Linked DNA regions of Arachis hypogaea: region 2 is linked to region 1. Evidence: chromatin contacts called from public Hi-C data. All regions are on one chromosome and are shown on one strand. The core of a region is the stretch at or near the end of the contact, and the rest is flanking DNA. Distances in the headings are between cores, read along the strand shown. Region 1 has its middle 23 kb from the start of LOC112760452. Region 2 overlaps LOC112754906 (a long non-coding RNA gene).

Region 1 (6,427 bases), core at 1,513-4,012:
TAATTGACCTCGGAGGGAGGCTGTCGAACCACTTCATCGCTGCTTTTGACAAGGTTGTCAGAAAAGCTTTACATCGCGTAGCGTCAGAAGCGTCAGTCAGATACATCCGACTTTTAAAGTTGCTCAGGTGATGCTTTGGATCAGTGGTTCCGTCGTAGAGGTCCATATCGGGGCTTCTAAAGTTTCTTGGAACTTTTGCCCTCATTATGTCCTCGCTAAAAGGATCTTTCTCTCCTAAGGGAGAATCTTCTCTATCGCCGTGGGAATTCCGACCTTTGAGGGAGGATTCTAATTTTAAGAGTTTTCTTTCTAACTCTTTTCGTCGCTCCATCTCCTCTTTTAGGTTCTTTTCGGCTTCCTTTTGTCGTTCCCGCTCCTGTTCTAGCTGCTCGAGGCGGCTGTGGATTAATCCCATAAGCTCACTAGTGTGGGAGGGTCCTTCTTTTTCTGATTCGCGCCCCTCCGAGGAGTTCACCTTCGGATTTTTGATTCCGGAGGTGCCTTCCCTATGTTGATCATTGGCTTCCTGGTGGAGGGTCTGATCTGCCTCATTGTTCCCAGTGTTCAAATTCTCTTGTTCAGAATCTGTCTCCACATGACCCTCTTCAGGGGATCTATCCGCCATCACTGGTTGATCTTTCGGGTCCCCGGCAACGGCGCCAATGTTACGGTAGGTAACCGGAGATTAATGGGCCGGATGGCGTTGGTTGGCCCAAACGTATGAAGGAGGTGGCTTTCGAGTGGACCTGGTATGTACTCGGTGTTCCTCCGGGGGTGGTACCTGCAAAGACACTCCGATGCCTAAGTTAGCAAGAGTGTGAGCAGGTTAGAGAGTATTGGAACTTAGTGATACCTGAATGGTGTCAGTGTATTTATAGTGGTGAACCAATAACCACCGCTGAAGTAGTGCCACCTTTTTAGGTGGATAACCGTTCCCATATCTTAGGGAGGTTAAGATATGGCTCTATGAAGTGGTTAGAGAGTTTCTAGGGGCAGTTACTCATTCGAATGAGTGTTATCTGCCAGCTAACCCTCGTATCCGACTTCTTTGGAGCAGGTCGTGTTCAGTACCGACTTTTGGGGATGAAGACTGGTATTGGGTGAGGGCCAACCCTTTGAGTTGGGCCTTTTTGCTTGGGTCCTGGGCCCTATTTATTGGGCCAGGGTATGAACAACACTGTTCATAAATTTTTGTAGGATATATATTTTGCAAGCCAACCCTAATTTTGTTATATATGTTTTGAACAAATATATTACCCTTAATTTTCAAGTATATAAAGATACAACAAAAAATTTTAAATTGAAAATGATAACAATTAATTTTTTTGAAAAAAATTACGCGAGCAAAAAAGAAAAATCCAATAATTTTGGATATTGGACGAGAATTAGATTGGAATATTTTTAACCAAACAATACTTATATATATATAACAACTGAAAAGTTTAAAAAAAAAAAAAGTAAGGAGTTAAATTTTTTAACTAACATCAGTAATTTTTTAAAAATTATTTTACTTATCTTAAATTTTAGATTCTAAATCATAAAACATTAATCTCAAATCTTCCATTATAAATTATAAATTCTAAATCGTAAATCTTTCAAAAAAATGTGAATTTTTAAAATTAGAAAAAAAATTATTACTACAGTTAACTAATTTAAGTTTTTTTTGTTGTCGATGGTATTTTCTAGTCTAGTAGATCAAGGACTAACACATCACGGATCTGAATTCTTTTTAAAAGTTTTTTACTAGTCAATAAATTCAACAAAGCGATACTCAAATCCACGACATTTACTTAATCCGACAAATGAATTAATTACTTGACCAACCTAACTTAGTTTGGTTAATTAAATGGTTTTCTATAACCAATTTGGGTTAGTTGAGTGGTCAGCTCACTCGGCCACTTAAACAAGTGTCGGAGATTTGAATTCTGTTTTGTGCATGCAGTAACCCATTGGCTAGCGACAAATCAGACCTTTTAAATGGAACTTAAATCTGCAGCAGATTAATTCTTTATCTGTCGGGTTGGAGAATACCATGGACAAAAAAAAAAATTCTATACTTTTCCAAACTAAAATGTTTAAAACATACTATCTTCTCCTTATTAATATTACCGTAACAAATCATAATTAAGATATATTATTCGTTATCTAAACAATTATTTTGTCATAATAATATAAACTCACGGATGATAGAACAATATAAGTATATAACTATAGAATGAAAGTTATTAGGAATGGTAATGAGTCACTATAGTATCCAAGATTTCTTTCCCACTCCTGTTTCAATTTAATTTAGTAAAACGTCTTTCGTATTTGTTTTATTTTTGTTACGGATCTTTGTTTATTTCACTTCTGCAGAGGAAATGGATATCTGCAAATATTCATGAATATTAAATTTTTTAAAAAATTAATGCAATTAAAATAAAATTAATATACAATTTTACCAAATATATCAAATTAAAACACAATTCAAATACAAATACAACATAATTAATATACATATAAAATTTTTAATATATAAATTAAAATAAAATAAAATAAAAATATTTTATTTAAGTATAGGATGAATTAGACTTATTTATATGAGAATATTTAAGTAAATTCTCTTTTGTAGGAATTTTGTAGATTCTCGTTGGACATACAGATACATTAATTTTTGCTCCCGTTTTTATTTATTCATTCACAGAGACAGATTTCCATCTCTATAAGAATTTTGCGGTCTCCTTTAACTTTTCCGTCACGGATAATCTCTGACTCTACGAATATCATCCTTATTATGATGTTCCCATCATTTGAAGTTCTAATAATAAATATCATTGGCAACATGATCATCCCCTTTGATCACGGCGATTAATCAAGATTATAAATAAATAAACTTAAACCTCATGATTGGAGCAAGAATAATAGTTAGCACGTATTACCCATGAAAAGGGTTGAAATCACTTCCAGCATTCGTCATGCAAATTATAAATTTTCCAAATTTTATCATGTGACGGAGTTTTCAATAAAGATATCATAGCATACTATTTGCTTCATATATGGTTATAGGGACATAATTATATTTACGTTAAAAAAATATTTCAAGTTTGTCGGGGTTTGATTCCGTTTTCCCAATCATGGGTTTTGTCTTGGTTAAAGAAATTTTATATAAGTAATAAAAAACAAGAATAGGAATATTGTGATAATGTCATTTTCTTTTTATAAATTTATGTATACGTACAATGCAAAAAATTATATGTAGAGTGACAGTATTATTTTTCTAGAAACAATAGTCAATTTTTTTTTTCGTTTAGATGATATATAGTTTATAGTAGTATAACTTTTTACGTTTGAATATTATGTAATTTCTAAATATGAATTGAAATCAAGTCATCCTAAATGAGAAAAAGGCTAATCGGCTTATCGTCTCTGCTGGTTGAGTTAATTGATTGATCAAAATAATTTGCTTTAAGATAATCATGAATGCATATATATCAAAGCATAAATGATATCGAGGGTTGTTGGAATTTGATTCCATTCTTGATGATAATCTTTCTGTAAACATAATTCGACATTATTTCTGTAGCTGATGCAAACAACACAAGTGATATGATGTAAATATCAGTTTTGTCCTTATTATCTAATTAATAGTCAAAGCAAGAATTGATGATATTAACATTCTGCTATCTCATTATTAGTCCTAATAAAACAAAAACATTCCTAGAAATACAGTGAAAATTAAAGAAAAGAAAACTAAGAATTTATAACAAAAGAGAATGATTTTTTTTTTTTTCCTAGGGTAGAACCTAAAGCTATTTTCAAAAGTTTGAAGAACACTAAACCGAGTATTCAGGCGAATAGAGTAGAGAAATTAAGAAAAAATTATTTATTATGATAAATTAAATTGGATAATCGATCAATTAGTAGAAGAATGAAGCACGATTACATTCGTTATCAGCATCAAACAACCCCCATTTCAAAAAGGCATAAATTATAAGTAGTCACTGAATAGGTCTACAAGTGTTTGTCTAACCATAAAAACGATCTTCAAAACAAATTAGCGATTGTAATTACTCCAAAACAAAAAACAAAAACAAAAAGATTCATAATATGATTTACCAAAATAAAAAAAAAAAAATCAGAATTCATGGTAAGAAACAAGTTGAGGCACATATAAGTGTAATACACGTGATTGATTATAGAGTTAACTACCGAAAGAATAATACTTGAAATATGTTATTGACACAAAAATTCTTAAATAATTTTAAAATCTGAAAAAAATGACCATACGTCAATTACTCTCGTTTTCGTTAACGAAAAATGCTAAGGTGGCTAATAGAATTGATGACATGGCAAACTCATCCCAACAATCTATTTACCTAATATTTTTAATTAATTTAAACAATAACACGTAAGAAAAACAATAAATTCTTAATTTAATTTGATAAAAAAAATCTCAATTCACTTGAGAAAAACCCTAAATTCTAATATTCTTAGAAAAGAGGAGGATGTGACAGCGAGGAGGTCCTTGCTAGCATCGTTGTGCTTGCCGGAAAGAACGGTAATAGAAGAGAGAGAAAGAAGGCCAAATTACAGAGGAGAGTGAAAGAGACCGACAGTGTTAAAGGGAGAGGGAGTCGGCTGTGACACAGAGGAAAGAGAGGAAAGAGGTGATAACAGTGGCGATGAGGGTGGTTGTCACCATTGCTAACCAAGGAGGTGGAGGAAGAGAGACCGAACGAGAAAGAGAAAGCTCACACAGAGAGGGAGGGGGAGAGGGAGAGGGAGAGAGACAGGGAGAGAGAGGAAGAGGAAGAGGAGCGAGTTGGGAGGGAGCTGGTGAAGCTTCTTATTTCACCTTGCTATTGTATAAATTAATTAAAAATGCTATAGGTAAATAGAAATTTGGGGAGAGTTTGCCCATGTATTAAATTCTGTTAGCCACAAAAGTAGTTTTCGTTAATGGCAATATGACAAATTAATGTTTAGTCATTTTTGTCAAACTTATAAATTTTTTAGGTACTATTTTGTTAGAGTCTAAATTTTTTGGATACCGATTTGGTAGTTTACTCTTGATTATATTTGAAAAGATAGGATTGATAATTTATAATATAAGTATAGCATTGGCTATGTATATAAATGAAATTTGTTACGGTCCAGCTACTAAGCTGGGCCAAGAAACATTCAACCGACCCATTCGAGGATCGTATCCATTCAAATCAGGACTAGATTTCACAAAATGGTATAGATTTAGAAACAGATTCTCCTCATATCCCTAGCCACCAAAGACTATAAATACTGGGGGCAGAATCGTCTTAGGTATCTTTTCTGCCCTAATCTTAGTATCTCGTAGACTTCAGACAGATTTGATCATTGAAGTCCTTGTAGTATACCACCCATTCGACTCTGAGGCGATGATAGATTGGTGTCTCCCCTTCTCAATCTCCATTTCATCACTGTAAGTAGTTCTTAAGCAGAACATTAGTGTCTTTTGTAGGGAATATCACTCATCTGAAACCTTGAAGCACTCAAACCACGACGTTAGAACAACCATTCACTACAACAATTGCGGCAGATGCAAAATGAATAATTGCGGCGCATATCGCGACAGTTAGGAGTAGGACTGCAATCAGCCTTGTATTTAGCGGCAGTTTTTCTAGAACCGCCACTATATACAACGTCGGGGAAAAGGCAGGAAAAAGCCCGAGCACCCTGGCAAACCCCAGTCAAGGAGGTGATTAACTAATCTAAAAAATATACAGGCTAGAGGAAACACTCAAGGTAGTATTGGAGAAACAACAGAAAGAGGCCGAAATCATCATTAAAGCAGCGTGAAAGACAAAATAAAATGCTATGAAATAAACACAGGTGCTGAAGAAAGCCGAAAAGTGAGAGAAAGAGCATGCCAAGAAAGAATGACAATGCACAGCCTTGTATTTAGCGGCCGTTTTTCTAGAACCGCCACTATATACAACGTCGGGGAAAAGGCAGAAAAAAGCTCGAGCACCCTGGCAAACCTCAGTCAAGAAGGTGATTAACTAATCTAAAAAATATACAGGCTAGAGGAAACACTCAAGGTAGTATTGGAGAAACAACAGAAAGAGGCCGAAATCGTTATTAAAGCAGCGTGAAAGACAAAATAAAATGCTATGAAATAAACACAGGTGCTGAAGAAAGCCGAAAAGTGAGAGAAAGAGCACGCCAAGAAAGAATGACAATGCACATAGAAAAAAAAAGAGTGCGCTGAAAGGAAAAAAAAAAGAGGCGACAACCAAAAACACTCTCACCACCACAGCAAGACTGAGGGATGAAAAACGTCCACCTATAGGGTGGATACAACCTAGCACTCCTCAAAAAATTTTGACACCCAACAGACATAGAGGTGATGACAGGACAACTTACTCCAACACCACACATAGATGCTTTTCCGATAATTACATGATGCTGGAAA
Region 2 (6,109 bases), core at 3,248-5,747, 51 kb after region 1:
GGGCCTTGAAGGACATATACCCCTTCTTCGCCTTCCCCTGCCGAGAAGGGTTCGTTAGAAGGAAAAGGTAGAGGAAAACGTTCACGGAGGTCGGAAGCTCCAGGTATTCACAAACCATCTCGAAGCATCGGATGGCAGCCCAGCTGTTCGGGTGCAGTTGCGACGGAGCAACGTCACAACGGTTCAACAAACCCATGACAAAGGGGGAAAAGGGTAAACGAACCCCCAAGTTCTGAACATGGGTTCGTAAACCCATAACCAGTCAACAACTCGTGGAGCCGCCAGGTTCTTTTGGCAAACACGCTCCCGATCAGCGGGAATATAAACTTGATAAAACGCTTCCTCGGGACCACCCCCACACAATAGCCCAGCCTGGCGCAAATCCTGGAGGCCCTCCTTCGTGACCTTGGAAGGGGTGTCCTTCACGTCGGAAGAAACCCAAGCATAATGATCAACGAAGTCAGCTAGCGGTCACTGAGCCTGATTCGGAAGAACGAGGCACTCGGCCATACCTTCAATAGGGCACCACTTAGTCAGAACGGGACGTCGGAAATCCTTAAAGCAGTAAAAACAAAACTACAACTCCCAAAATCACCCCCTAAGTACCCTTAAACTAACCCAGAACTCAAGCAAAATCTTAGGAAAATCCAATGGCGCCCCTCTAGAAAAAGAAGCAAGCAAAAACCAGGCATGCATACGAAAATACACAAGAAAATACCAAAATAAAAACTGCGAAGCAACATACCAGGAAAAATGCAGAATCCGCAAAGTTGAAGGAAGAAAGGGAAGAAGGAACATTGGAAGCAGATCGAAGTAGCAGCAAAGCAGGGAAGAAGATGGAAGCGACAGCAGTACGAAAGAATAGAAGAAGAGGGAGAATGAATTTATGAGGGGGTTGCAAGACAAAAATAGGGAAAAAAGCGTAACCGCCGAGGAAGAGCGCCAAAAGGCAGGGGCATAATCGTCGTTTCATGCAAAATTCAAATCATGAAATGATGGGATTTAATGCCCCACACAGAAGCCAAGGAGGCAGCGTCAGAGACGAGATAACCATGCGTGAGAAGAAGAACACATCCCGTCTCGGCGAGTAGGACAAACGCGCCTAGCCACAAGCTCCAAACCTCAAGGCTAGCACTTTGGGGGCACTGTTACGGACCATTACAAGTCCAGCCCAGTTAGCCGTCGGGTCGGGGCACCACCCCTGACCCAGGCCCAAACTATCCCTCACAAGGAGAATCCAACGGGTCAGTTCCTAACACCCGACCCGGTTGACGCCCGACTTTACCATCTGCACGACCCAGTGCACCACGCCTAGCAAAACGGTCAGGACGGTCTCCTCGGAGCAACACCCGAGGCCCCGACCCGAAGTCCGAAACGACCTCCCCCCCCCCCTCCCCACGTGGACAGAGACAGCTCACAAGCACCCTGGCCAGTGGGCTAGGTCATTTATGGGCCCGCCCAGCACAGTATATAAGGAGAGAGGTCAGCACTCCCCACGAGGTACACATCACCTTACCTAATTTGGCTATCATTTCGTACGGACACTGACTTGATCGTCGGAGTGTCCTTGCAGGTGGCCACCCCCCTCTCTTCCATTCTACCACCGATTTCGCCAGTCTTCAACTCCAGACCAGGAACCCGCTCCAAGCCACTTCAGGGTCTCGCCCGCTCATCCCTTCACCATCACCCGACCCATCGAGCACCCGAGATCATCTGGTGACGAACAAATCATTATATATTTTCCTAACAACATTACCTAACAAACCATGAGCAATTTTGAATTACAGTCATCAACAATGAAAAATTAAACATCTATAAGACATGTGGCCTAGTGCATGACGCTCTGGGTTTGAGCATAGTAGATATATAAAACCTTATCCATAAAATTGGGGAGGTTTTTTATGTTATTTGTACCCTTGTCCATGTCAGAAGGCAGTAAGACACAGGCATCAGAATAGAAATATCCAAACACAAAGATTAAACAACAACATTTTATTAAAACTATATTGAAAACTGCAGTCTCACAAACTCTTTAATCATACTAATCCACCCAATTAAATGCATGAAAGAAGGACAGGTAATCACAAATTGGTCAAATACACAAATCATAATTTCTCATCCTCAATTTTAAGTCTAACCATGCTAGAAACTTTTTTCTTGGATATCAAACTCTATTTTGCAACAAATCCATGTATAGGAAGAAAATGTATTATTATAGTTTTGGGCTAATCAAATTAAACTCTTGTATTTATCACAAACTAAAAATTTCTTATCATGATCTCAATAATCATAATATATTTACCTAACAGCATTACCTAACAAACCAAGAGCAATTTTGAATAGCAGTCATCAACAATGATAAATTAAACATCTATAAGACATGTGACCTAGTGCATGACGCTCTGGGTTTGAGCACAATATAAAACCTTATCCCTAAAATTGGGGAGGTTTTTTATGTTATTTGTACCCTTGTCCAGGTCAGAAGGCAGCAAGACACAGGCATCAAAATTTATATATCCAAACATAAAGATTAAACAACAGCATTTTATTAAAACTATATTGAAAACTACAGTCTCACAAATGCTTTAATCATACTAATCCATCCAACTAAATGCAGGTTCTAAGTGAAAGAATGACAAGTAATCATAAATTGGTAAATACACAAATCAATTTAATAGATACGCGAAATGCGTTTGGTAACAAATGAGATAATTAATTGGAGTAGGATTTCATCAAAATTACTTGTGTGTTGGTGAAGTTGATGGAGTAGGATTTCATAAAAAAATGAGACATGATTAATTGGAAGGTTCAGAGCATTGGTTATCATGATAGAACTTTGATCAAATTTATTATCTCTTTAAATGTTACCAAATTTGATCAAAAGATAGAGGAGCAGCATACAATTATCGAAACATACACAAACCTCATTAACAATAAGAACACTTACCATAATCACATTTTAACATCACAAATTGAAAAAAAAGACTGGTGGTTACCAGAGCAGAGAGGACAGGCCAATAGCAGGCCCGAACCGACGACGACCACGTGGGCAGAGACAGCGACGCGGCTAGCAGCTTCTAGAGACCGAGACTGCAACGCGAGATGAGCAGCCCTCGTCAACGATAGCAAAGACAGGTCTATTAGTGTCAATATGCTTGGCCCTACTTTATAGGGCCAAATTTTCAAAAAATCTTGCAGGGCCAAAAGCCGTCATGGGCCAAACATCATAGGGCTTGCCCATGGATAATCCTCTTTTTTTTGTTACTTTTTCAATCTCTATTTCAACAATCTCTATCATATTTAAACAATCAAAACTCCATTGACCAGGTCCACAAAATAAACTCTATTTATAAAGTCAAAAAATAAAACAATATTCCAAATCAAATTTTCTAAACGTTCAAATTTTTACTAAACTGGTTTATTCTTCAAAAACTAAAACGATATTCCAAATCAAATTTTACAAATAATCAAATTTTTACTAAACCGGTTTATTCTAATTTCCTTTTATATTGACAAAGATGGCTTAAAATATCGAGTACAAGATGCTACTCTAAACTGAACTATATCACCCAAACGATGAAATATACTTAACTAAATCAAGACTTCGATAGCCCCAATGATTATTTTGAAAAATCAGACTTCAATTCAGAGCCAAGGGTCACCGTTGAGACTTGAGATATATCAAAAGACAAACATGATATAATATAAATAAATAAACTATATACATACATAACCACATCCTATTACAAGTTTACAACATAATAATAATCCAACTCTGAACAAAAGGAACAAAGATGGAAATAATGAGTTTAGTAAGCATGCTCTTGGTACTAGGCATGATAGGTGATGACTTTCCAATAGATTACCTAGAAGGTTAGAACACTGCATGAACAAGTGTTCGGATTGAGCCATTAAAGTGGAACATGCAGCTAGTAGAAGTTGCTCAAAGATTCTTGAGATACCCAGAAGAAGAAGCTAAAAAGAGAGAAACTCAGAAGCTAAAAAGTTGGAATGATGAAGACGATGTTAGCGTAAGAAAATTGATGGAATACATGTGAAAATGGCATTGATTCACCAAAATGAATGCTTTTTTTTTTCTTTGCAAAATGAAAACAAGAAGTGATAGAAGAGTAGAAAACTAAAATTGCAGATAAGAAAGAAAGAGAGGGAGAGAAGAAGAAGAAATTTACAGAATGATGAAAACGAGCTACAGAGCAATGATGTTCAATCTGAGAAGCGAGAAGCGAGTAATGCTATGCACGGCGCATCGAGAGGAGAAGAGTAGAAGACAGAGACATGTTTGGGGCTTTTAGAGCTTTTAGAGCCAGCCCTATTTTAATTATTTTTTTAGGGCTTCATTAGGGCCAGGGCCTTGTAAGATGTATTTTTGTAATTTTAGGGCTGTGGGCTAAAATTAAATTAAAAGGTTTAGGGCCAGCCCTAGGGTCTTGGGTTATATTGACACCACTAGACAGGCTAGAGCACGAGAGGTGAGAGCTTCTCTTGGGGGAGGTTGGTTCAATGTATTCAGAGCTGTGAGGTAGGGCTAAGGTGGTATACAGTGTATAAGGATTGAGAAGAAGAGATGGGGCGCGAATGCTGCTTTATTTCATAAGAGGAATAGCAATAAACCAATTTTTTAATTTTCTTTTATTCTGAATTAATCATATTAATATTAATAATAATGTAAACAATAATAATAGTAAGTATAATAATATTTATTATAATGAGTATATATTTTCATAAAAATAGTATAATTACAGGAATGATTATCGCATGAGGAATCTGAAAAATAAAAATATTAAAGAAAATAAATTTATTATTGATTTTTTTTAATTTTAAAATAATAATAATAATAATAATAATAATAATAATAATAATAATAATAATGGATAGTGTACTAAAATGATAGAGGGTATCAGTCTTGATAATATAGTAATCACAATGGTAATAATAATAATGGGAACAATAATAAAAGTAAGTATAATAATCTGAACAATTATAAAGTCATGACAAATTCAACAAACAAGTCTTGGCTATTCTATAAACCTGAATCGAAATTTTTCAACTAAACTATTGCACTATCCTCAAGGTTTCAAGTATCGTTTTGCCCACATAGTCAAGTGCCACACACTCTTCTTTTCAGGAGACATTCCACTATAAGGATATTCATTCTCGTCTGGTGTTTTATTGAGGTCATATGACAGCATCGAGGCCTTTCATCCAACAGAATCAGCCTCATCAGAGCCATCGGAGGAGACGTCCTTTTTCTCCATTGAATATGGAACCACCTCCCCTGGTTCTTCGGATGCCTCCTGAATCTGGGATCGAGATAACCCTGAGAAGTACATCATAGCCAAACAAGCCCATAATATGTAGAATTAGTGTGTGAACATAATCTTATTACATTAACAGCCAAAAAGTTGTCTTTCTTACATCCCCAAAGTCGTTCAATTCCATGTTCTATGAGCTTGAATTCCTCTCGTGCTGCAATATCCAGTTTAACGACAAGAGTATTTTCATAGCGTGCCAGCACAAAATACCAACAATAATGTTCAAATACTGTTTGGATATAACCTGATACATTGTAATCCTTTACAGTATATGAATTTCAAAATTAATCCAGAGACTCAAAACCTAAAAATTAGAAAGCAGGTGACTCGTTGGAAGAAGAATTAATTTTTTTTAGATAGCAAGCATATTAAAATGCAAGAAGAGTTATTGAATTATTACTGACTGAGACTCTGTGTATACAAGAGAGACTGTATTAGCTATATATAGAAGCTTAGTATAATAGAATCAGCTAAGAAGGTGTAACAAAAACAGACCCTCCACTCTAACTGACTAACAAACTAATAATCCAGCTCAACCTAACAGGCTCTAAGTCTGATAAGTATAATGCTAGCTTGTTAGTATAATACTAGCTTATTAATGCTAGCTTTGGTCTGACCGTGTTAGAGAACCAGTTTATGATCATTGTATATATTAAAAGTTCATACACTTAAAATTCTAAAGTTTAATTGTTCTTCATACATCCCAGACTACGTGATGCGGACTTTGGGCATCCCATAATACACGTCCCTAACAGGCTGCAAGATTACAAGTTGAT

What was found. A called contact is a pair of places that touch in the nucleus more often than the background predicts.
Region 2: a contact with region 1 is called in a Hi-C map of an unstated tissue, with 2.4 times the contacts expected there. The contact joins two enhancer-like sites. A contact is called at or near these places in 5 of 8 Hi-C or Micro-C datasets (leaf and an unstated tissue).

The regions. Positions count from the first base shown.
Region 1 is chr16:126,195,744-126,202,170 of arahy.Tifrunner.gnm2.J5K5, forward strand. No RefSeq gene overlaps it. Among protein-coding and RNA genes, the nearest start is that of LOC112760452, 23 kb to the left of the region's middle. Within about 2 kb of position 2,763, at least 1 of the 3 cell types and tissues checked has open chromatin away from gene starts, as enhancers often do.
Region 2 is chr16:126,244,869-126,250,977 of arahy.Tifrunner.gnm2.J5K5, forward strand. LOC112754906 (a long non-coding RNA gene) reads right to left here. Exons shown (of 5, transcript XR_011874540.1): 4 at 5,437-5,487; 5 at 4,932-5,338. Among protein-coding and RNA genes, the nearest start is that of LOC112754906, 8.6 kb to the right of the region's middle. Within about 2 kb of position 4,498, at least 2 of the 3 cell types and tissues checked have open chromatin away from gene starts, as enhancers often do.